Linked DNA regions of Mus musculus: all the other regions are linked to region 5. A link is a contact called in public Micro-C and promoter capture Hi-C data. All regions are on one chromosome and are shown on one strand. The core of a region is the stretch at or near the end of the contact, and the rest is flanking DNA. Distances in the headings are between cores, read along the strand shown.

Region 1 (2,700 bases), core at 8-2,507, 480 kb after region 5:
TCAGACACTCCAGAAGAGGGAGTCAGATCTCGCTACGGATGGTTGTGAGCCACCATGTGGTTGCTGGGATTTGAACTCTGGACCTTCGGAAGAACAGTCTGGTGCTCTTACCCACTGAGCCATCTCACCAGCCAGAGACGGAATTTCTTTGTGTAACTTTGGCTTGTTCTCCTTGGCCTTGAACTCAATGAGATACAACTGCCTCTGCCTCCCAAGAGCTAGGATTAAAGGTATTCACCAGCATGCTGGGTTACAAAAATAAAATTTTAAGAAACATAAGTAAACCAGCTCCTTTTAAAAACTTAATAATAATTTCATAGCAACCATTTGTGTGTGTGGGGGGGGTATGTGTTCACATGAGCATACATGCATGCATACAAATGTCAGGTTGTGTGATCAGAGAACAACTTTTGGAAATCTGTTTTCCTACCATGCTGGGCTCTGGGATCAAACTCAGGGTGTAAGGACTGGCAGCAAGCACCTTTACCCACTAAGCTATCTTGTCAGCTATTTAACTTAATGTAAAATGTTTACTTAATATTTCAACTTGCTTGTAAATCATATCCTTTAAACTTCAAAAGTCACAAAACCAGTCCTGAAAAACACACAAACACACACACACACAATTTTCTCTTTTATGTAGCTCTGGCTGTGTAGAAACTCACTATGTAGACCAGGCTGCCCTGGAACTCATAAAGATCCTTCTGCCTCCTGAGGATTAAAGGCCTGAGCCACAACACCCAGTTCAATGGCAACTCTTAAAACATGAATATGCATCTGGAGAGATGGCCCAGCAGTTAAGAGCACTGACTGCTCTTCCAAAGGTCCTGAGTTCAAATCCCAGCAATCACATGATGGCTCACAACCATCCGTAATGAGATCTGATGCCTTCTTCTGGTGTGTCTGAGGACAGCTACAGTGTACTTATGTATAAATAAATCTTTAAAAAGGAAAAAAAAAAAACATGAATATATGGCTGGCAATGTAGTGTAGAACTATGCTTACCATACATGAGACCCCGGGTTTTCCATCATACAGTCTTTTAGAGAAGAAAAGGAGGGGAAGGTAACAGGGTAGGGGAAAGAAAACAACAGAAAAAAAAGAAATCTCCAATCTGGACCACTTCCCTAAACTGAATCCCCCCCGCCCCTGGCTTTGAACCCAGAAACTACAATTCCCGTCGTGCCCTGGAACGCCCGTGATTAGCCGCCACTAGAACTACATCTCCCGGCGTGCCTTGGTCTCGCGTAACTTGCTGAGAGAACTACATCTCCCGTCAGGCAGCGGGAGGAAGGTTGTCAAAGCTTAGGGAAGGGGCTCTGGGCTACCTGGGATTTCCCAGAGTCGCCAGGTCCCCACTTTGAGGATGGAGCTGTCGCGGGGAGCCAGCGCCCCAGACCCGGACGATGTCCGGCCTCTCAAACCGTGTCTGCTACGCCGCAACCACAGCCGCGATCAGCACGGCGTGGCAGCCTCCAGTCTCGAGGAGCTGAGGAGCAAAGGTTGGCTGCTGAGGGGACCGGGCGGGGTCGGGAAGGTGACCCCAGAGCCTAGGGACTGCAGGGACCCACGTGGGTCCAGTGATTGACAGATTCCTGGCGTTTTTACTTACCTACACTGAGAGGAGCCGTGAAGGGGACGGGAAACTGTGCAGGTCCAGGTTCATTGACCTGATTTTGGACCAAACCGAGTCCAGCGTATTCTGTCCACTCTGGCTCACAGAGGCGGTACTGGGGCTCCCCGACGGGATGGGAATGGGAGTCCGCACTCAGTACCTATTCCATTAAAAGGGAGCTGTCAGTGCCTGCCCTTAGAGTCCAAGTAAGGAACGTGAGCCATGTTCTGATCCTGACTATACTTTGCATTTAACCATCTCTGGACCCTTAGTTTCCTCAGCCGTGTAGTGGGTGTATTTTCAACTTTGCTTCAAAGGATTCTTGGGACTCTCAAGTGAGATGGTCTGTTCAATGGTTACTTACAAGCGTTATTAGCCCGTAGCAACAAATGAGATACTCAAAGAAGTTCTGCAGGTCTTTCATGTCAGCTAGCTCCGGGCACGGATTCACCTGTGCCAGGGTGTGCATCGCTTCCGGAGAGCTAGCTACTGAGACCCAGGAGCAGGGTTTGATCTGGTGACAGGGGTTCTGTCACACCAAGGCTTGCATTTCACCCCAGCACAAGGTTAGTTCAGCTTAGTGCCACTTCAGTTGCATTGGCTGGGTGTCCTTGGCCCCAGAGACTTCTGTTCTCTGCAGCAGAGCCTATAGCAGACTGACTGGCAGTTCTATTTTGGGTGATGACAGCCTTATGGAAAGCCTCTTGCCTGGCAATAATATAAATGAAATGACACTGAGTAAAGCTTCTGCCAATACTGTAGTTTCCTTCAGTCTAGAAGAACTGCAAAAGAAGATAGCCACAGAGAGAATAAACCACCTACTTTTTGTTTTCTGACATTTGATGTGTAGAATTCAAGATTACCACCGAATAAATGAGCAAGGGACAGCATTACGCGTCCACTGTAATCAGACCAGCCTCTGGTTGGATGCTTATTTATGTAGACTCAAATGCCTCCTATGTGAGGATGCTGGAAAGATGGCTCAGCTGCTGAGAGTGCTTTCTGCTCTTGCAGAGGATCTGGGCTCAGTTCTTAGTACCCACATGGTGGCTCACAACCTTCTAGTACTCCAGTTCCAGGGCATC
Region 2 (2,763 bases), core at 83-2,582, 360 kb after region 5:
ACAGGTGACTTACTGTATGGCTGCGGAGTGAGGTGAGGGGGCTGGACAGGAACCACTGGGGTAGCTGGGCCCAGGGGTGAAGGCTCGTCGGCAGCTGTGCCCGACTGCTGGAAAGCCAGGTCAATCTCTTCGTCTGTCAGTCCTAGAGAGAAGAGCAAAGGACACTCATGAGTATCTCTTGCCAGCGACCCACCCTCAGCAAAATCTTCCTCTGCAAGCAGGCCCTGACGGCCACAGAGCGCGCCTTGCATTTGAGTGTGCTGCCTCCTCGATTTCGGATTCTTGGGAACCTCTCTCTGTCGCAATTTAACCTTAAGCGACAGAATATTAGCCTCAACACTGCTTCCAAATGTGGCTCATTCAATTTCCTTAATTTATCCTTGAGTTTATTGCTGCTTTTGAAGTCGCTCCGTACTGCAATTCTCCATTCTTCCCCCGAAAACAGATACCATCAACTGCAAATGTGGCTCATTTTAATCTGTAATGGTGTTAAAAAAAGAGGGGAAAAAACTAACAATAATGCACGAAAACAGACAGGGAAACAAAAAACTAATTATTGGGTGAGACGACTAATTAGTCTAGATCGTTTCCGAAGACGGGAATAATTTGCTTTATTTTATGACAAATGCAGAAATAAAAAGAAAAATCAGGACTGACTGTGATTAGTATGAATGGGATATAGAATGTAAAGAAGAAAATAAAACAAGAAAACAGAGCAAAACGAGACCGGGCCCACGCTCTTGGATGACTATTGCTCCAGCCTATCCCAGGCTGCCTGGATCGCCTTTGGCTAGTTCCTCCCCCCACCCCCCACCCCCCTTTAATCCTCTGATGCTCTAAACTACACTGCACACAGGGCATCAGGAAATCGCAGGGCGCCATCTGCAGTGGTTATAGCATGTGGAAAGGATTTGCCAAGAAGGAAGGGAGAGCCAGTGAAAGTCCAGGCTCCTAACCTAGCAGGCTGGGAGCAGAGAGGTATTCAGAGGGCCTGAGGCCGACTGGGGGACCGATGGTAAAGGAGGAGGGCTCCATAGGACTAAAGTGTAGAGCCCAGGTTTGCAACAAGATTCCTACAGGGCCCACTCGGGAAGTAATGGTGTATACAAAGAGATCTACTGCCGAGGGTGAAAAGCAGGTGAGAGGTCACTGCTAGCATGCAGAAGACAACTCAAGCTGGTCCAGGCTGTTCCGGGAATCCCAATATCCAATAGAGCCACAACACAGAGCTTTTAAACCGGGGCCAAGAGCTTTTCCACATCTGGTCGGCAGCTCTCCATTAGAGGCCCACAGCACAGTATACTTGCCCCTGGGGGTGGATGAAGTACAAGGCGGTTCTGAGGATCAGCATCTTCAAAGTGTGGGGCCTCGCACTCTGTGCCTGGGGGCTAATACGTGGTATACATTAATGCTTTAGAGCACAGCTCGGCCCTGTACCATATTGGCCTGAGTCGATGCTAGCCATCCCTCAGACTTTTCATGCCCCACTGCAAACGGTCAAGGGAGTGCCTCAACTACGCAAAATGGCCCTTGACCTCTCTCCTTTCACGAGGCAGCAGCACTTCCTCTTCACACACAGGAGCCAGACAGAAGCAAGCAAGCAAGCCCTGCTGTGGGTCGTGGGCCATGGGTCGGCATTCACCCAGCCAGAGGGAAGGAGGTCAGGCGATAGAGCAGCAGAGCATCCCAGGCTGCGCAGGACAAGGGCATCCCCACTTCCTGCACAGCTTGCCACAAACAGGATGCATTTGTTGTTGTTTCTTCTCCCCAGAGCAGGAGTAGGCCAGACAGACAAGCCAGGTAAAAGTGAGGACACAGATCCCCGGAGCCTGTGCCTCTTGGGCTCGTTCGCCTGTCAGTCACTGCTGATGGCTCTTCCTAAATAGGAAGGGGCACCGCTCTCCTCTCCAAGCCGGGAAGGAGGACGGTGCTTTTCCCAGTCCACTGCAGAGGAGAGGAAGCAGCATCTGCGACATCAGCACAGGCTGCTGGTCACTGGCACACCACGGAATTCTCTAAACCTGGTGGATCATGTGCCTTGTCAGCTGCTGGCTGCAAATGAGGATAATTCTCCCAAAAGGAGCATTCAGTTGCATTCTCATTTCCCTTCTGGCTCTTTCAAATATAAACAAGTACGATAATGCTTAACGCTGGGGAAATATACAGCAAGTTACAGGCTGCGCCTCGGCCTCGAGAGCTGGCGCTGGTTAAAGGAACAGGACCTTCTGCCGGCTGTTCTGCCCTCTGGCCCCAAGCTTTTACCAAGACTATTCTCCTAATAAAAGCCAGCTTGCATTCCCTCAGCCGAGCCCACCAGTGAGGTGAGGGTTCCAATGCCATCGGCACTTCCTTCCGGGCTCTTGCTTCTCATTTGGTGCTATAACTCTACACTGGCTGGAATTCCAATATACCTAGTTCTCCAGAAAAGGCAGGGGCTTGATTTAGTTTCAATAAATGAGTCATTTTTCTTAAGAAGAATGGGGTGGGGGAGAACACATAATTTTCGAGTGCTACCCCTACCATTTCCCCTGAGGTGGGGGTGAAGGCCGTCTAGGTCTGACTTGTCTTGGAGAACAGAGGCAACCAGAGTTATAAGCATCAGACGGCAACTTCACTCAAGGCTGTCAGGGTTTAGAGAGGGATTAAACTCCTTTCTCCCATGGCACCCTGGACCCCACCTGTGGATAAGAGCCAATGCTAGTTCCTGTGGATATAGAAACATGGGCTACAGACAACCTGGGGCAGACCTGCAAATGGTAACTG
Region 3 (2,700 bases), core at 79-2,578, 310 kb after region 5:
CTCCATCCTGTCGATTTGTTTGCCCTTTGGGGGTGGGGGTCCCTCATTTTGGCCATGCACCCAGGGACTCACTCCTCTGTATGTGGAGCTGGTGAGTGGTTCCTGTCTCTGAGCACCTGGGTGGCCTAATGGCGCCAGGTCTCACTGGTTCTGTCACCAGTGAGTCCCTGAGCAGAGTCCTCCAAGGCCACCTCTTCTCTCCGCTCTTCTCTAGCTGACACAGAGTGACACATGAGCTCAGGGAATGGGTGTTCGCATCCCACGCCTGTATAGGACGACTCTCAGGCTCTCTCCCTCGTCCTCCTTTCTCTTTCTCCTCTCTCCTTCCCTTTCCTTTGGGAATTTTCTTTCTCCTCTCTCCTGTTTTCCCTGCCCATCTTCCTCGGGGGGTAGTGGGTGCTATTTGGATTCCTAGAAAGAGTTCAGCTCACACCGTGGATGTGGCTCCTTTAATTCCTCCAAACCACTGGTTTGCCCAGAGGAGCTTGCTGGCTACGTGCTGGGCTGGATGCTGAGGAGAGACAGAAGCCCCACCCTGTGGAGCAGGTGGGACAGGGACAGAGAGCCATATCCTTAGCAGCCTGGCTGCCCAGCCTTCATGCTCCACTCCCATCCAAAACCATCTCAGAACCAGCCAAGACCAAGGGTCTCTTGCACCCACATGGGGCTCCTGTCCCAACTCTTGGGGATGCTAGGCTGGGCTTTTTCTCTGGAGCCTAGAATAGGTGACTGCAGGTGACTGTAGTGTGGATTCCTGAAGGCTAGAAGTCCTCTTGGTTCATGAGAGGCACGTGACCCCTTTGGGACCCCTGTCTTCCACTTCAAGGGTGGGGGGAACTTTTGTAGCTATGCTCACTCCTCCAGCCAGGGGCTTTCAGGGAGAGCCACGGAAGTCTCTGCTACCAGACTGCCAAGTTACTCTTTTACCCCAGAAGCACCTCTCCTCCTCGTCCCCCCCAAAAGAAAGGTCAGATAAAGGGGAAGGAAGCTGTTTCCCTTCATCTTTAATAAAATGTCACTTGCTTCTGTGGTGCAGCTCTCTGTAAGCTGTAGTGCCTTGGGGCAAATTAATATTTCAGTCACTTGGGGATTATGGGGAGCAAGGCTCACTGGACGCCATCCTGTCAGCAACTTCCTTTGGCCCTGCCCTGTCAGCCTCCTGTGGCCTCTTCCCACCAAGCTCCCCCTCGTACCCAGTCAGGCATCCAAGGCGGGCCTGCAGTCGCTGCCCTGGACAGCTTGAAAGACGGCTGAGGTCGCATAGGTTGAACCACCCTGATTGGCCCGTCAGCCTTGATAGCCCTGACACAGCACATGCCCTCCGCGGGCATGCTCAGTGCAGACAGGGCCGTCGCCTCGGCAACAGTGGGCAGGGACTACGGAGGGGCCGCTCCCAGTCCAGATCTGCCACTTCCCCTCAGCATTAACAGAGTCTTTAATAAAAGCTTAAGCGGCAGCCCCGCAAATCGACTGTGACAGTTGGTGGTGGAAATGAAGGGCCCCCTGTCCCCGCCCAGGCCCCCTCCCCAGCCACCCGCTCTCCTCCTCCAGGAGGCCCTAAGCCAGGACAACTTTGACATAATTTTGCAATAATTATCACTTGAAGAATTGCCACACAGGGGTACACGTCGCAAGTGATCTCGTCAGCCGGAAGAGCCGCTGACCAGCAGCCAGTGCTCCTGGGGCCCCCTGCCTGTTCGGCCCACTGCCCGCCCTTTGGGTGTAAAGGAACGAGGGTACTAGATTTTGTGCCCGTGTTAAACCTGAGCCCCTCTGATCCCATCTTCCCTCCCCTCACCTGCAGGAAGTGGGCAGCAGCCCACCCCCACCAAGTTCCCCCAGGCCCAGGTGAAGCAGGAGCCTGACAGTGCTGGCACCCCAGGTCCCCACGAGGCCTCCCAAGACCGCAGTCTAGACCTGACCGTGAAGGATCCCAGGTGAGGCAAGGCCAGAGAAACCCCTGCAGATGCTGGCCTGGGCCCCAGAGAGGTGGTCTGCGCCTCTTAGTCTCAGCCAGCCCTGGGAACCAAGCCGAGCTCACCCTCCCGGCCAGGGTTCACTCTGCCACCGAGCAGTCACAGCAGAGAGTGGAAATCTCAGAGCCCTGGGCTGGCTGACTGGGAGGGAAGGGCCTCTGGGCCTGGGCCCACGGATGTCTGAGTTGAAGGCCCTTGGTTTGTGTGTTCCAGTAATGAATCAAATGGCCACGCAGTCTCGGCAAATTCATCTCTTTTATCCTCGCTTATGAATAAGGTAAGAACCATCCATCACACGCCTCCCGTTCCCCCACCCAGAGAAATTAAAGCCGTGCTGGGGGGCTGGGGGGATGTGTTTGTTTTTTAATGTTTTCCCTCTAATAAGATGAGTTTGTACCATTTAAATTTTGAGGCCATTTTTCATCGAATATAATTTCAGAGCCACTGCTTACAAATTAATTTAATGAACTGGCTGAAGAAATATATTTCAGCCTCTGACACCCTTTTTTCCCCCCTTCGGATAGTGGGCTCCAAAAGCTTTTCCAGAACCCTCTAACTTCTCTGGCCCTCAGTTATTAATGTTATTTATTTATTTTGTATATTTTTTTGTTTGTTTAAAAAGGGGTGGGGGAGGGGAAGGCCAAAGTGGGAGCAAAGCATCAATTTCCACTTTTCGGCTTGAGTAATGCTCTCGGACGCCTTCCGGAGAGGTCGCTCCAGAACA
Region 4 (2,700 bases), core at 85-2,584, 450 kb after region 5:
CCAGAGCACCTTCTCAGACACGTGTGCAGATGAAACACCAATGCACATAAAATAAACATATATTATTTTAAAAAAAACCCTTCTGATCCCCACATTTAGGCCCTTCAGAGGTCAGGATGGGGAGGCTGCAATGGGAAGAAAGCAAAGGTTAAAGGTGCTTTAAACGAAGGCGGAGTTGGGGTCGGGGAGGCGGCTTAGTAAGGACACTTGCCGTCAAGCCTACTGACCCAGAGGAGAGTGCTTATTGATAAGCCTGGACACCTGAGCCCCACAGACCCACGTGACAGAGGGAAAGAACAAACTCCGGCAGGTTGTATGTGGTGGCCCACACCTTTAGTCCCAGCACTCAGAAGGCAGAGGCAGGCGGGTCTCTGAGTTTAAAGCCAGCCTGGTCTACAGAATGAGTTCCAGGACAGCCAGGACTACATAGTGCAAGCTTGTCTAGAGGAAAGAAAAAAAAAATCAACAACAAAGAAAATTTAATTAAATTTTAGAAAAATGCTGAGTGTAGTACATACTTTTAATCCCAGAACTCATGAGGCAAAGGTAGGCAGATTCTATGAGTTTGAGGCTAGCCTAATCTACATAGCCAATTCTAGACTCCTCAGGGCTACATAATAAGACCCTGCCTCAAAATTAATTCATTAACTAACAAATTAATTAAAAGTTAGTGGGTATGGTGATCTATGTGTACAATAATCCTACTATCTGGAAGGTGGGGGCAGAAAATCAGGAGTTAAAGGCCAGCCTCAGCTACATAGTGAATTTGAGGCCCGTCTGGGCTACATAAGACCCTGTGTCAATAACAAGCATGAGGGGGCTGGGGAGATAGCCTGGTCAGTAGCATGCAGGGCTGGGGAGACAGCCTGGTCAGTAGCATGTGGGGCTGGGGAGATAGCCTGGTCAGTAGCATGTGGGACTGGGGAGATAGCCTGGTCAGTAGCATGTGGGGCTGGGGAGATAGCCTGGTCAGTAGCATGTGGGGCTGGGGAGATAGCCTGGTCAGTAGCATGTGGGACTGGGGAGATAGCCTGGTCAGTAGCATGCAGGACTGGGGAGACAGCCTGGTCAGTAGCATGCAGGGCTGGGGAGATAGCCTGGTCAGTAGCATGTGGGACTGGGGAGATAGCCTGGTCAGTAGCATGCAGGGCTGGGGAGATAGCCTGGTCAGTAGCATGCAGGGCTGGGGAGATAGCCTGGTCAGTAGCATGTGGGGCTGGGGAGACAGCCTGGTCAGTTACATGCTTGCTGCTCAAGCCTGAGGCCCTGAGTGCACTCTTAGAGCCCAAGTAAAAAGCCTGGCTGTGGTGGATGGGCTTACAACCCTGGTTCTGGGGAGGTGGAGGCAGCCAGTCCTGTCTGCCAAGACTCACTGGCCACACAGCCTAGCTGAGACTAGTGGGAGACGCAGTCTCCAAAAAACCAATGTCCTGCTGAGGAGTGACACCCACGGCGGATGCACACATCTACATGTACGGACGTGCACATGCACACGCATTAAGGAAAAACTAAAATCCATAGAGCGCGGTGGAAGAGAGGCAGGAACTACCGTATGGCGGACACAGGCTTGCCCGCGCCCTGCTGTGGAGGTGCTGACCTTCCCCTGCTGGGCAACCTGCCAACCTGCAAGGAGCTCACCTCACTGCACAGCCGAGGCCAGCCTGGCAAGAGCTCACGAGCTTGAGCAACGGGAGCCCCGCCAAGCCCGTGAGCAGAAGCCAGTGTCACTCCCCACATGTCCTACGGAGTCTTCACAAACAGCTCGTGACTGAGAAGAACAAGAGCCCCTCCACAAACTCTCTGGGCATGGCCTGTGGAGAGGGCTTGCAGAGTGCCTGAGAACGCTGCTCAGCCTGGCTGAGCCTCAGTTTCCTCGACTTGGCAATGGCTCCACAGCACACACACGTGACGGTAAAAGAGATAAAGTCCCATCGGGCCGGCTCTTTGCTCTCCATGGGGATAGGCTTGTTCTCCTAGCAGGGACCATGCTCCTGCAGTAGTTCTAGTACAGTACAGAAGGACCTGTGCCCTAAACCACTCTGACCTGCTGCCCTGGGACACAGGGCGGACAGAGAAGAGGCTGCCCAGCACGACATGGCAGTCTCTGTGCTGAAGAGCCAGTGAAGGGATTTCAGAAAGGCTAAAGCAACAGAGAACTGCTGAGCCAAGTTCCAAAGAAAGCTATACAGAAAGAAAGTTCCAGAAATCCACACGGATGTTCCTTTGAGACTCTGGCCAATACGAAAATCTGTGTGCACACATGGTAAAAGCCCATGAAGATTAAAAAAAAAAAAAAAAAAAAGTGAGGAGGAGCTGAGTTCTCAGGCTGCTCAGGGCTCCGATCCCACACTAGAAAGATACAATGTCCTGCTTACTCAGGGCATCCCACAGACACCTGAAAAAGTCTTGATCCTGGGGCAGGGGAAGCTGTCAAGTGATCCCCAGAGCAAAGACCACACTAACAAAACTAAAAAGTAGGACTTGAGGGGCTGGAGAGATGCCAGCATAGTTAAGGGCACGTGTATAAACGCCAAGACCAGACCTGGAGTTCCAGCACCCAGGCTAGTATCCCTACATACACACTTGTAACCCCAGCTCTGAGGGTGGCAGAGACAGGCAGGAGGGTCTCTGGGGCTTGCTGGTTTCCAGTGAAAGTTTAGGGAGACACTCTGCTTCAAAAGAATAGGCAAAACGGTTGAA
Region 5 (2,700 bases), core at 25-2,524:
AAATAAATCTTTAAAAAAAAATGTGATTTTTGTCGAGCACGATAACCCACGCCTTTAATCTCAGCACTCTTGAGGCAGGCAGATCTTTTTGAGTTCGAGGCTGGCCTAGTCTACTGAGTTCCGGGGCAGCCACAGGGAAAACCGGTGTTCATGTGGCGCTCTGCCCGCCAGTTCTATTTTCTCAGCGCACACTATAAGCTTCCGGTGCTAAAATGGCAACAGTGTTACCATGTGGCCCGTTGGCTACAAAGCCAGACAAAAACAAGGTGTTAAAGAACTAAGTATCTGCCCCGATTTTTTTTCTTGCACTCGTCATTTCTTACCTGGAGCGCACAGATTACAGGCTACCGTATTTCGTAACCATTCTGAATTAAGTTTCTTCTATAGCCTGGACCTGAATCGGGTTTAGCACGTGCTTTAACGTGGAAAAAACCAGCCAAGCATTGGGATCTGAGGAACCCTCCCTGTGCTGGTGGAGCACGAACACCGACATCAGAACAGTTATCTAGCAGTTCTGGTGCTCATCCTCGGAAAGGTCTGGCTAAAGTTAGGCGTCGAGGGAGCAACGACGGCTACTCCGGGAGGTAGGCCGCCGCTTCCCAGAAGGCCGTGCGCGACAGACAACGTTGATGATTTTCCCCCCCTTTCAACTGGGCCCAGGGTGGGGCCCGCGGAGGTCCAAGTCCCATGGTGACAACAGTTATTCTCAAAAGCGACAATCTACAGGGACTAGGACGCCTGGAAACCCGGGGCGGCCACACACTTCCGCCCGTGGCTTCACAGCCAAGCAGAGGCCCGGCGTCCCGCTCCGGCTACTGCCCGCGCTTAGGCCTTAACGACGCGGCTGCGCGAGGCCAACCAGGCCCCGCTCTACCGCTCCCTCCCCGCGGCGCAGGCCGCACCGGGCCTCTCCGAAGCAACACTCGAGGCACGCAGGCCGGCCTTGGCGACCAACCTACCCGCTAGGCCACTGCTAGGAAGCACAAGGAGGAAGCACAGACGGGAAGGAATCCGACAACAGCCGCGCTACCGCTCCGTGCCCACAAAATGGCGCTAGGGCCGCCTCCCGCCCTCGCCCGCCTTCGGCCTCTCCCACTGGCTTCCCTGCAGGAGGGGCGCTCTCCGAGGGAAGCCACAGGCGCTCTCTCCTCCCAGAGGCTCGGATGCTAGCAGGCTCTTCGGCGTATAGAAAAAAGTAAAGAAACGCAACAATGAAAACAGCTGGGTCTGAAAAACTGACAGATGAAGGACAGAACGGCCACTCGGCCTTCCGAGTCCCCCTACGTAACGCGGTAGATGGCTTCGCCTGACCAACGGCCGGCCCTAGTCGAGGAGCTCGCGCGCGCCGAGAATGCGCGAGACTAGCGCAGGCCGGGACTGGGGCGGCAGGGGCGGGGCTAGGAGGGAAAGGGGGCGGAGCCTGCGACTGAACGCGTAAGGGCTTGGGGGGGAATCCCTGGGAACCCTGGGTTCCTAGTCTAAAGGCGACTCTTAAATGTCTTCTGCCTTTGCTCGTTAATTTCCAACGTGGAAACATTAACTTTGATCTGCAAAATGGTCCCTGTTCTAAGTACTATTTTGTATCAAGTACCTTTTAGCACTCTCTGGCTCTAGGGGGAGAAAAACAAACCAGAATCTTGTGAATGGCAGGCAAGTGTCTTCCCATTGACCTTGGGCTTAGCCATCAGATACTGTTTTAGAGACAGGGATCTCAAAGTCACTGTGTAGCCCAGGCTGTCCTTTAACTCATCAAGGCTGCCAAGTGTGGATGCTGCCCTAGCAGTCTACACGATAGTCGTGATACTCTCTCCTCTTTCAATAAGTGAAGAAACTGAGGCACAGAGTTGAGTACCTTGCATGAAGTCACCATGAGAAAGAGGCCCCACTAGGGTCTGAATCCTACAGCAAAAAACTACTTGGATGTTTCAGTATTTCGGTTCCAGTTGACGAGTCCTAGTATAACTTTAAAAAGGCTGAAGGCTAGCTCTACCACCAAGCAGCAGATGTAGACTCTTTACTCAGGGTTGGAATTTCTTGGTGTATCAGATTCAAAGCTTAGGCACAAAGGTTTTACACAGTTGCTTTATTTACTGAAACTGGGTCTTGCTGTACAGAACAGGCTGGCCTTGAGCTTGCTGGGTTCCTCCTGCCTCTGCCTCCCTTCTGGGAGGAATGGGGTAGGATTGCAGATCACCATCAGGCCAAGCCTTCCCACTTTAAGTTTATAAATGAATTCATTTCCTCCTCACAGCTACCTTGTAAGAAGATGGCATTGGAAGAACAGATGTTAATGTCTAGCCCCTAACTTCCATTAGAGCCCAGGCTGGCCAGGAACTCCTGGCCTGTCCTCCTGCCTCAACCATCTGAGTGCTGGGATTATAGGCATGAGTCCTTCCACCCAGCATTATTTACTTTTTGGTTTTGAACTTAACAAACAAACAAACAAAACAGGATTTCTGCGTAGTCTTTGGCTGGCTTAGAACTTACTGTGTAGACCAGGCTGGCCTCAGATTTGCTATGCCTTTCCTGAATCTGCGCCTTCAGTGTTGGGATTACAGGTGTGAGTCACCAAAATGGTTTTTTGTTTGTCTCCTAAGACAAGGTTTCATACAGCAGAGCCTGGGCCTGGCCTCCTGACTGTCCGGGATTACAGACCTGTGCTACCATGCCTGGAAAAGTCAAGAACTTTAACAGTAGTTT
Region 6 (2,883 bases), core at 344-2,843, 420 kb after region 5:
TTAATTCTTTCTCCTTCTCTAAGGGGTACAAAATCGAGAGGTACATTTTAGCCCATTTATCTACAAATTAGCACACAAGCGTGCACATGCAAGCATGGGTGCACACATTTATATTTAATTTATATTAAACGTGTAAAAAGGAAATAAAAGAAAGGAAAGTCTATCCACAAAACCCTGAAGTTCACGAACTAAAGACAGTTAACTGAACTTAGGAAGGGATGGATATCATCAAGTGCCCTGGTGCTCAAAGAGTCAAAGGAAGGGCTCTCCCTTTCAGCTGGGATCTCCTGGTTGTGGTCACTGTGCCCTTCCTATTGCTGAGATGGGTTCCAGCCCTGTAGTGATTATGTATGCATGTGAGCCCTAATTTCCTTTGTTTTCTTTTCCTTGCTCCTTTTGTTTTTCACATTAAAGAATAAAACACCTCTGTAGAAGCACAGAGGAAAGCTGGGCGTGGTGGCACATGCCTTTAATCCCAGCACTTGGGAGGCAGACAGATTTCTGAGTTCGAGGCCAGCCTGGTCTACAGAGTGAGTTCCAGGACAGCCAGGGCTACACAGAGACACATTGTCTCGAAAAACAAAAACAAAAAAACAACAAAAAAAAAACAAAAAAACAAAAAACAAAAAAAAAGAAGCAGCAGCAGCAGCAACAGCAGCAGAGAGGAGTTGACGTGATTCAACATAATATATTTTAGGGGCTATTGTGTAAATCTGTATTTAGGGGAGTCTAAAGCATGCATTATTGACCCCAGCCTCTCTTAAAACATTGATAAATGAAGTAAAAGCCTCTATGAAAAGTGGCAACTTTGCATGTGCAAAAACTACCTTTCAAAGTGAAATCTCTCTGTCATTCACATTTTCCCCCCCCTTGGCCCTAGTTAAAAATACTGCGAGAGTGACTCCCCGTCACATGCCAGTGTTTTGTTGTTTTATGGGAATAGTTCTTCCAGAGAGGAATGTGGCGGTAAACTATCTTAAACCACCCACACTACTTAGTACCAAGTGACAGTGGTCTCAGGGACCAGGTGACTTGGGAGAGATTTTCCTGCTCAGCAGAGGACTCTGGGCCAACTTACTGCACAGAGGCAGCTGGAGCCTGGGGCAGGCGAGCCGCGGGGCAGGGCTGCAGATGCTGCACACCACTGAGTGCCCTCACTGCAGAAGGAGCGGAACACGCCAGCCGGCTATAGAGGAAATGAAAACCCCGGCCTCTGGGCTGAGAAGATCAAAGTTCCTTTTTAGGAAAGGTTGAGAAGGAAAAGGATTTTCTCCTTTAGGCAGAAAGAAAAGCAAATTTAAATGCCTTGTCCCCACACATCCCCACCTGAATTTCCACAGCAACCCCTCTAATTTCTGATGCAGCCAACAAAGCAGTTACCCAAAGAGGGGAGAAAAAAAGGATGACATTTGCCTTTTCCTTGGCTTTGAAATCCGACTGGCAGCGGATTGTTTGAAGTCCTGTTTAGAGAGGAAACTGTAATAGCCTCCATACTGAAAAGAGGAGGGAAATGCCATTATACACGGATCACGGTAGCAGTGACCTCAGCAGAGAAGGCAAACGAGCTGGCTCTGAGCCGGAGGTCGGTGAGCTAGCATGCCAGGAACAGAAATAAAAGGTTTACGCGCCAGAACTGAGTGGTAGCAAGAGTCGGAGACTTGATCCCGGGAAGCACCAACAAGAGCAAGGCACTCAAAGCCCAGAGCAGCATCTCTCCATAGCTCCTTGCTGCTCTTGTCCGCAGCCCCTCTAACTCCCTGCACTGCTAAAGAGGAAGCAGAAAACACCCAGGCTTTGTGTTGTAAAATTAATGAAGGTGTCAAGCTGCTGAGTTGAATCACTGCAAAGGAATGTAATGACTCAGTGTCCACGGTGCTGATGCTCCTAAGGAGAGCGGCGAGCTGGAGACCAGCACTAAAGCTATGCAGCAGGCCGGCCCCAGGACCTTCCTGATGATACCTGGGTTCCTTCTCTCTGCTGCTCGCTAAATGTTATGCTTTCCCAATTACTGCTCCGCTCAGGAGCTCAAGAGCTTGGCTCATAGAGAACTACTGCAGCTCCCACTTCTCAAGTCTGGGCCAAGTTCTCTCTTGTCATGCATGACTAAGCTGTGACAGGAACAAAGAAAGGTTGTGTCCCTGAAAGTGGCAACCTTAAGGATTAAGTCATCACTGGGGCTGGACACAAAATAAATGACTACCAGGTGGCATGTGAAGCACTCCCTCTGGAGGGCTTGACACCTGCTGATCACAGGGCAAGATGGGCTTGTGTGTTCCACGGGAGAGAATGTCGGCATCGGGAAATGTTGTCTCCATTACATGCACTGGCAGGCTCAGAATTCATAGCCTCCTGCCTCGGCCTGCCAAGATGCTGAGACTGCAGGAGTGTGCTGAAATATCTGTATAAGCTAAAACCTTCTGAGGAGTCATTAACTGGTACCTCGGACAGATAGCTAAGGGGGAAAGGGACTAAAGCATCGACAACTAAGGTTTGAATACAGAAAGGAGCTGCCACAGCCTACAAATAGCTTAAGTTCCAAGAATCTGGGGCTAGAGAGATGGATGGATGGCTCAGCAGTTAAGAGGACTGGATTCCATTCCCAGCACTCATAGATAGGCTCACAACTGTCTATAACTCCAATTCCTGGGGGATCCAACCCTCTTTTGGCATCTGCAGGCACCAGGCACACAAGTAGTACATAGACAAACATGCAGACAAAACACTCATACATGTTAAAGAAAATTAATTAGTTAATTAAAGATAGCAAAAGTTAGAAATGGCAGATTTGGACAGCTAAAGATCACCTGCAGCTCCACCAAGCAGCAGACCTGTGGCCGACACCAGACAACCAAGTCCTGACTCCTGCTGTCGCTCTAGAGCACT
Region 7 (2,922 bases), core at 68-2,567, 340 kb before region 5:
ATGAGTCCTGGCCCACAAACTGGGGCTTGTGGGAAGATTAGGCTTGTCCACGTGGGAGTGAATCCTGGGTCTCTGTGTGCATTGTGTGCGCCTACGAGCCACGATGGGAATATATTTATCAGAAAGGAGTGTGGATTTGTGCGTGGAGTGTTCACGAGTGCTCTATACATAGTGTGTGTGTGTACTTCATTTGTGTGTGGAGCTTGGGGCTGGTGGGTTCAGTGCGCTGTCCGAGGTACTGACCGAGAGTGCAACCAGACTAGCACCCGCACCCAGACTCAGGAAGCATCCCTGTACCAGACAGAGATCCAACAGAGGAAGCCTCCGGGGAGGCGTCTCCTAGGAGAGTTGGGAAAAGTCCTCCCAGCGGCAGGGCTAGCTCTCGGGACTCGCCGCCACTCGTGCTGGTCATCTTTTCCTGACTGTGCTCCACGGCTACTCAGATGCCACCCCATCACAGTCCTTATGGATGTTCTGGGTCGACCCAGGGACCCTCTAGCGCTCCACTTCCATCGCCTGCCTGAGCTTCAGAGGTCCTGGCTGGCACGCAGCGGCACCTGCAGCGGGTTCACCGCAGCCCAAGACTCAAAGAAGGTCCCACCAAGCGCGTGAGTGCGCTCAAGTAGGGGGCAGCTACAGGGGCCATCGTTACCTTTTCCTGTTCCCTCCCTCCTCTGAAGTCCCGGCGGACAGCCGGATTTGGGATGGCTTCAGGCTGACGCTCAACTTTTATGAACCCAGACAGACACCTACCGAGACGAGCAGGGGTATGGAGATAGGGAGCCAGGATGATTCTGGACATTAAACACGCTCCCGCAGACCGAAGCTGCAGCCCGTCCCCAGCGTGTTGGTGCAAGCTTCGGGGGCGCAGGGACAAGCTCTGAGATCTGAACTCTGTCCCATTAGCCGGCTTTCTCAGGGCGTTGAGGCCGGGGGTGGCCTGAGAGCGAGAGAACTTCCCGCACTCCCCCCTCTCCCCGCCCCCAGACCGGGCGCATGTGGCACGTTAGACCCTTCCCCTCTCCAGAGTAGCGCATCCCCAGTCCCGATGGCGCCCAGGGGCAGTCTCACTCACCTCGCTGGCTGAGCCGAGCTAGGCTGATACACGGGTGCCGCAGGGGTTAAGGGGCTTCGGCCACCCCGCGGCGAACACTTGTCCCTTGAGGGTAATTTCAGGAGGAAAGGTCCTCAGAGCTGTAGGAGGCCAGCGGCCCCCAAGCTCCGCTCGCTGGCGAGCAGACCGCCGCCAGGTCCGTGACAACTACGTCCCCAGCGCGCACGCGAAGCACTCGCCGCCGCCGCCGCCGCCGCCGCCGCCGCCGCCTTTTATCTGCTGCCCGCCTTTGTTTGGGTCCCGGTTCCTACCACGGGGTGCGGGGGTGTCCCGGGCAGCCTTTAGAGTCGCGCCTCCCCCCGTCCACTGGCGCCTCCAGCATCAGCGCCTGCGGGCTCTGCGTCACCGTCCGGCTTAGGCTTGCTCTCCGCCGCGCGCTGCTGTCTCCCGATTCCGCCGCCAGGCGCCGCCCTGGCTGCCGCTCCCCCTGCGGGAGCCGCGTGGTGGTACAGCCAGCTTCCCGTGTTGGCGAGCAGGGACTGAGCACAGCGCAGCGACCCCTGGGGGTCAGTCTTAGTCTCTGCAAACGGACCTGGCCATGCCCCCTACTGGCCCCCGAGGTTTCTGGGCACCCAGGCCTTTCCCAGGCGTGCGCTCCTGCTGGCTTCTCTCAGCCCCATCTGCCCAGCCTTGGCACCTCACCAGCCTGCTGGACACTCGAGGGCATCCCCGGGTGCCCTCCGGAGGTGGTTGCCAAGCCCAGGCGCCTGGCACCATCTCTTCCTCCCTCCTCTATTCACCTCTCTGGCAGCAGAGCCCAGAGCTCTGCCAGCCCCTGGGACCAGGCACTCGTCCAGTAACAGCAGAAGGTCCGCCTGACACCCCCTGCTGAAAAGATACCCAAAGAAGAAAGAGCCTAGAAACCAAGGCTATCCCTGGTTTCATTTCTCTTTCAGTGCTCCAAAGACATTGGCCTTGATGTCACCCAAGGAGAGCCAAGGGAACCCTCAAAAGGACCTGGCGCCAGCCTCCCGCTGCAGGAGGGACATCACTGCCGGCTGAGAGGCCACCCAGATGATTATGACACGGACCAGGAAGATAAGCATGTAAGCCACAATCTTGGCCTTCAAGAAGTCCCCATTCTATACAAGAGAATGCAGGATCATTATGAAATAAAAATACCGAAAGCCCCTAGCTCTTTGCTGTGTAGCCCATGCCCCCATCTATATTTTTGAAAGAGGAAACCTAGGGGCCTGGGAAATGGCTTAGCAGGTGTTTGCTGCCAAGCCTGACAACCGGAGTTCAGTCTCCAGGGCAAACTCACTTCTGCGAGCTGTCTTCTGACTTCCACTCGTGCCCTGTGGTACACATGCACATCCCCTCCAAACACACATGCCATACATACATACATACGTACATACATACATACATACATACATAGTTTTAATTAAGAGGGCAGTTTGGGAGTTCTCTGAACCCCTCTCACTTTGGGGTTCTACAGGAAAATCCTGTACCACCCGTCCAGCTTTCTCAAACACAGTCCCTGGGGACTGCATTCACTGGCTGGCGGTCAGGTGGACATTTAGCTACTTATGACCCTGGATGCCCCGGAACTCATCTGTGCAGATGCAAATGACCAGAGCCAATGTTTCTACCCAGGTGTTCTCGTCCCTGCACCACATACTCAGAAATGGTTTTTCAGGGGACCCACTGGCCAGCCATCAAGCCTGTCAGAAGATCTGCAGTGAATTCATGCCATCCTGAAGACATTAGGGTTATGAAATGCTCCTGGCAGGAAGGATCCAAGAAAGGGGAGAGAGAGAGAGAGAGAGAGAGAGAGAGAGAGAGAGAGAGAGAGAGAGAGAGAG

What was found. Promoter capture Hi-C pulls out the DNA fragments that hold promoters and counts their contacts. A called contact is a pair of places that touch in the nucleus more often than the background predicts.
Region 1: a promoter capture Hi-C map of pre-B cells shows a contact between it and region 5. The contact joins the promoter of Dffa here to the promoter of Tardbp in region 5. A contact is called at or near these places in 20 of 39 promoter capture datasets (the 3T3-L1 cell line, the C10 cell line, the HPC-7 cell line and 12 more), 2 of 484 Hi-C or Micro-C datasets (B cells and embryonic stem cells), 17 of 115 datasets of contacts at active chromatin or transcription factors (the 230-238 cell line, bone marrow-derived macrophages, craniofacial prominence and 12 more) and 4 of 9 other capture datasets (adipose tissue, liver, macrophages and 1 more).
Region 2: a contact with region 5 is called in a promoter capture Hi-C map of cranial neural crest. The contact joins the enhancer-like site here to the promoter of Tardbp in region 5. A contact is called at or near these places in 7 of 39 promoter capture datasets (the 3T3-L1 cell line, the HPC-7 cell line, cranial neural crest and 3 more).
Region 3: a promoter capture Hi-C map of the HPC-7 cell line shows a contact between it and region 5, with 2.9 times the contacts expected there. The contact joins the enhancer-like site here to the promoter of Tardbp in region 5. A contact is called at or near these places in 6 of 39 promoter capture datasets (the HPC-7 cell line, cranial neural crest, frontonasal cranial neural crest and 2 more), 3 of 115 datasets of contacts at active chromatin or transcription factors (embryonic forebrain, embryonic midbrain and memory CD8 T cells) and 2 of 9 other capture datasets (liver and pancreatic islet).
Region 4: a promoter capture Hi-C map of neural stem cells shows a contact between it and region 5. The contact joins the enhancer-like site here to the promoter of Tardbp in region 5. A contact is called at or near these places in 17 of 39 promoter capture datasets (the 3T3-L1 cell line, the C10 cell line, the HPC-7 cell line and 10 more), 3 of 484 Hi-C or Micro-C datasets (the N1E-115 cell line, cortical neurons and embryonic stem cells), 24 of 115 datasets of contacts at active chromatin or transcription factors (the 230-238 cell line, the HPC-7 cell line, the SCID.adh cell line and 17 more) and 3 of 9 other capture datasets (adipose tissue, liver and macrophages).
Region 6: a promoter capture Hi-C map of embryonic stem cells shows a contact between it and region 5, with 3 times the contacts expected there. The contact joins the enhancer-like site here to the promoter of Tardbp in region 5. A contact is called at or near these places in 17 of 39 promoter capture datasets (the 3T3-L1 cell line, 3T3-L1-derived adipocytes, the C10 cell line and 10 more), 9 of 115 datasets of contacts at active chromatin or transcription factors (astrocytes, embryonic basal ganglia, embryonic forebrain and 5 more) and 2 of 9 other capture datasets (adipose tissue and embryonic stem cells).
Region 7: a contact with region 5 is called in a Micro-C map of embryonic stem cells, with 5 times the contacts expected there. The contact joins the promoter of Disp3 here to the promoter of Tardbp in region 5. A contact is called at or near these places in 2 of 39 promoter capture datasets (hippocampal neurons and stem cell-derived epiblast-like cells), 1 of 484 Hi-C or Micro-C datasets (embryonic stem cells) and 2 of 9 other capture datasets (embryonic stem cells and pancreatic islet).

What each region holds. Positions count from the first base shown.
Region 1 is chr4:149,102,885-149,105,584 of GRCm38.p6, forward strand. Dffa (DNA fragmentation factor, alpha subunit) reads left to right here and starts at 1,258. Exons shown (of 6, transcript NM_001025296.2): 1 at 1,258-1,502. The coding sequence starts at 1,367.
Region 2 is chr4:148,984,024-148,986,786 of GRCm38.p6, forward strand. Pex14 (peroxisomal biogenesis factor 14) reads right to left here. Exons shown (of 9, transcript NM_019781.3): 4 at 14-142. Among named protein-coding and RNA genes, the nearest start is that of Gm42351, 25 kb to the right of the region's middle. RefSeq lists an enhancer at 711-2,763. Within about 2 kb of position 1,333, at least 22 of the 459 cell types and tissues checked have an H3K27ac peak or open chromatin away from gene starts, as enhancers often do.
Region 3 is chr4:148,939,478-148,942,177 of GRCm38.p6, forward strand. Casz1 (castor zinc finger 1) reads left to right here. Exons shown (of 21, transcript NM_001159344.1): 12 at 1,805-1,937; 13 at 2,190-2,253. Among named protein-coding and RNA genes, the nearest start is that of Gm13205, 11 kb to the right of the region's middle. Within about 2 kb of position 1,329, at least 189 of the 459 cell types and tissues checked have an H3K27ac peak or open chromatin away from gene starts, as enhancers often do. A contact at or near this core is called in the HPC-7 cell line, memory CD8 T cells, pancreatic islet and 1 more, where this site is marked.
Region 4 is chr4:149,080,062-149,082,761 of GRCm38.p6, forward strand. All of the region lies in intron 1 of Pex14 (peroxisomal biogenesis factor 14), which reads right to left. Among named protein-coding and RNA genes, the nearest start is that of Gm46722, 17 kb to the right of the region's middle. Within about 2 kb of position 1,335, at least 43 of the 459 cell types and tissues checked have an H3K27ac peak or open chromatin away from gene starts, as enhancers often do. A contact at or near this core is called in adipose tissue, liver and neural stem cells, where this site is marked.
Region 5 is chr4:148,625,722-148,628,421 of GRCm38.p6, forward strand. Tardbp (TAR DNA binding protein) reads right to left here and starts at 1,275. Exons shown (of 6, transcript NM_145556.4): 1 at 960-1,275.
Region 6 is chr4:149,047,883-149,050,765 of GRCm38.p6, forward strand. All of the region lies in intron 2 of Pex14 (peroxisomal biogenesis factor 14), which reads right to left. Among named protein-coding and RNA genes, the nearest start is that of Gm42351, 39 kb to the left of the region's middle. Within about 2 kb of position 1,594, at least 195 of the 459 cell types and tissues checked have an H3K27ac peak or open chromatin away from gene starts, as enhancers often do. A contact at or near this core is called in the HPC-7 cell line, adipose tissue, astrocytes and 4 more, where this site is marked.
Region 7 is chr4:148,286,648-148,289,569 of GRCm38.p6, forward strand. It overlaps Disp3 (dispatched RND transporter family member 3), which reads right to left and starts at 1,318. Exons shown (of 21, transcript NM_001083342.1): 1 at 1,076-1,318.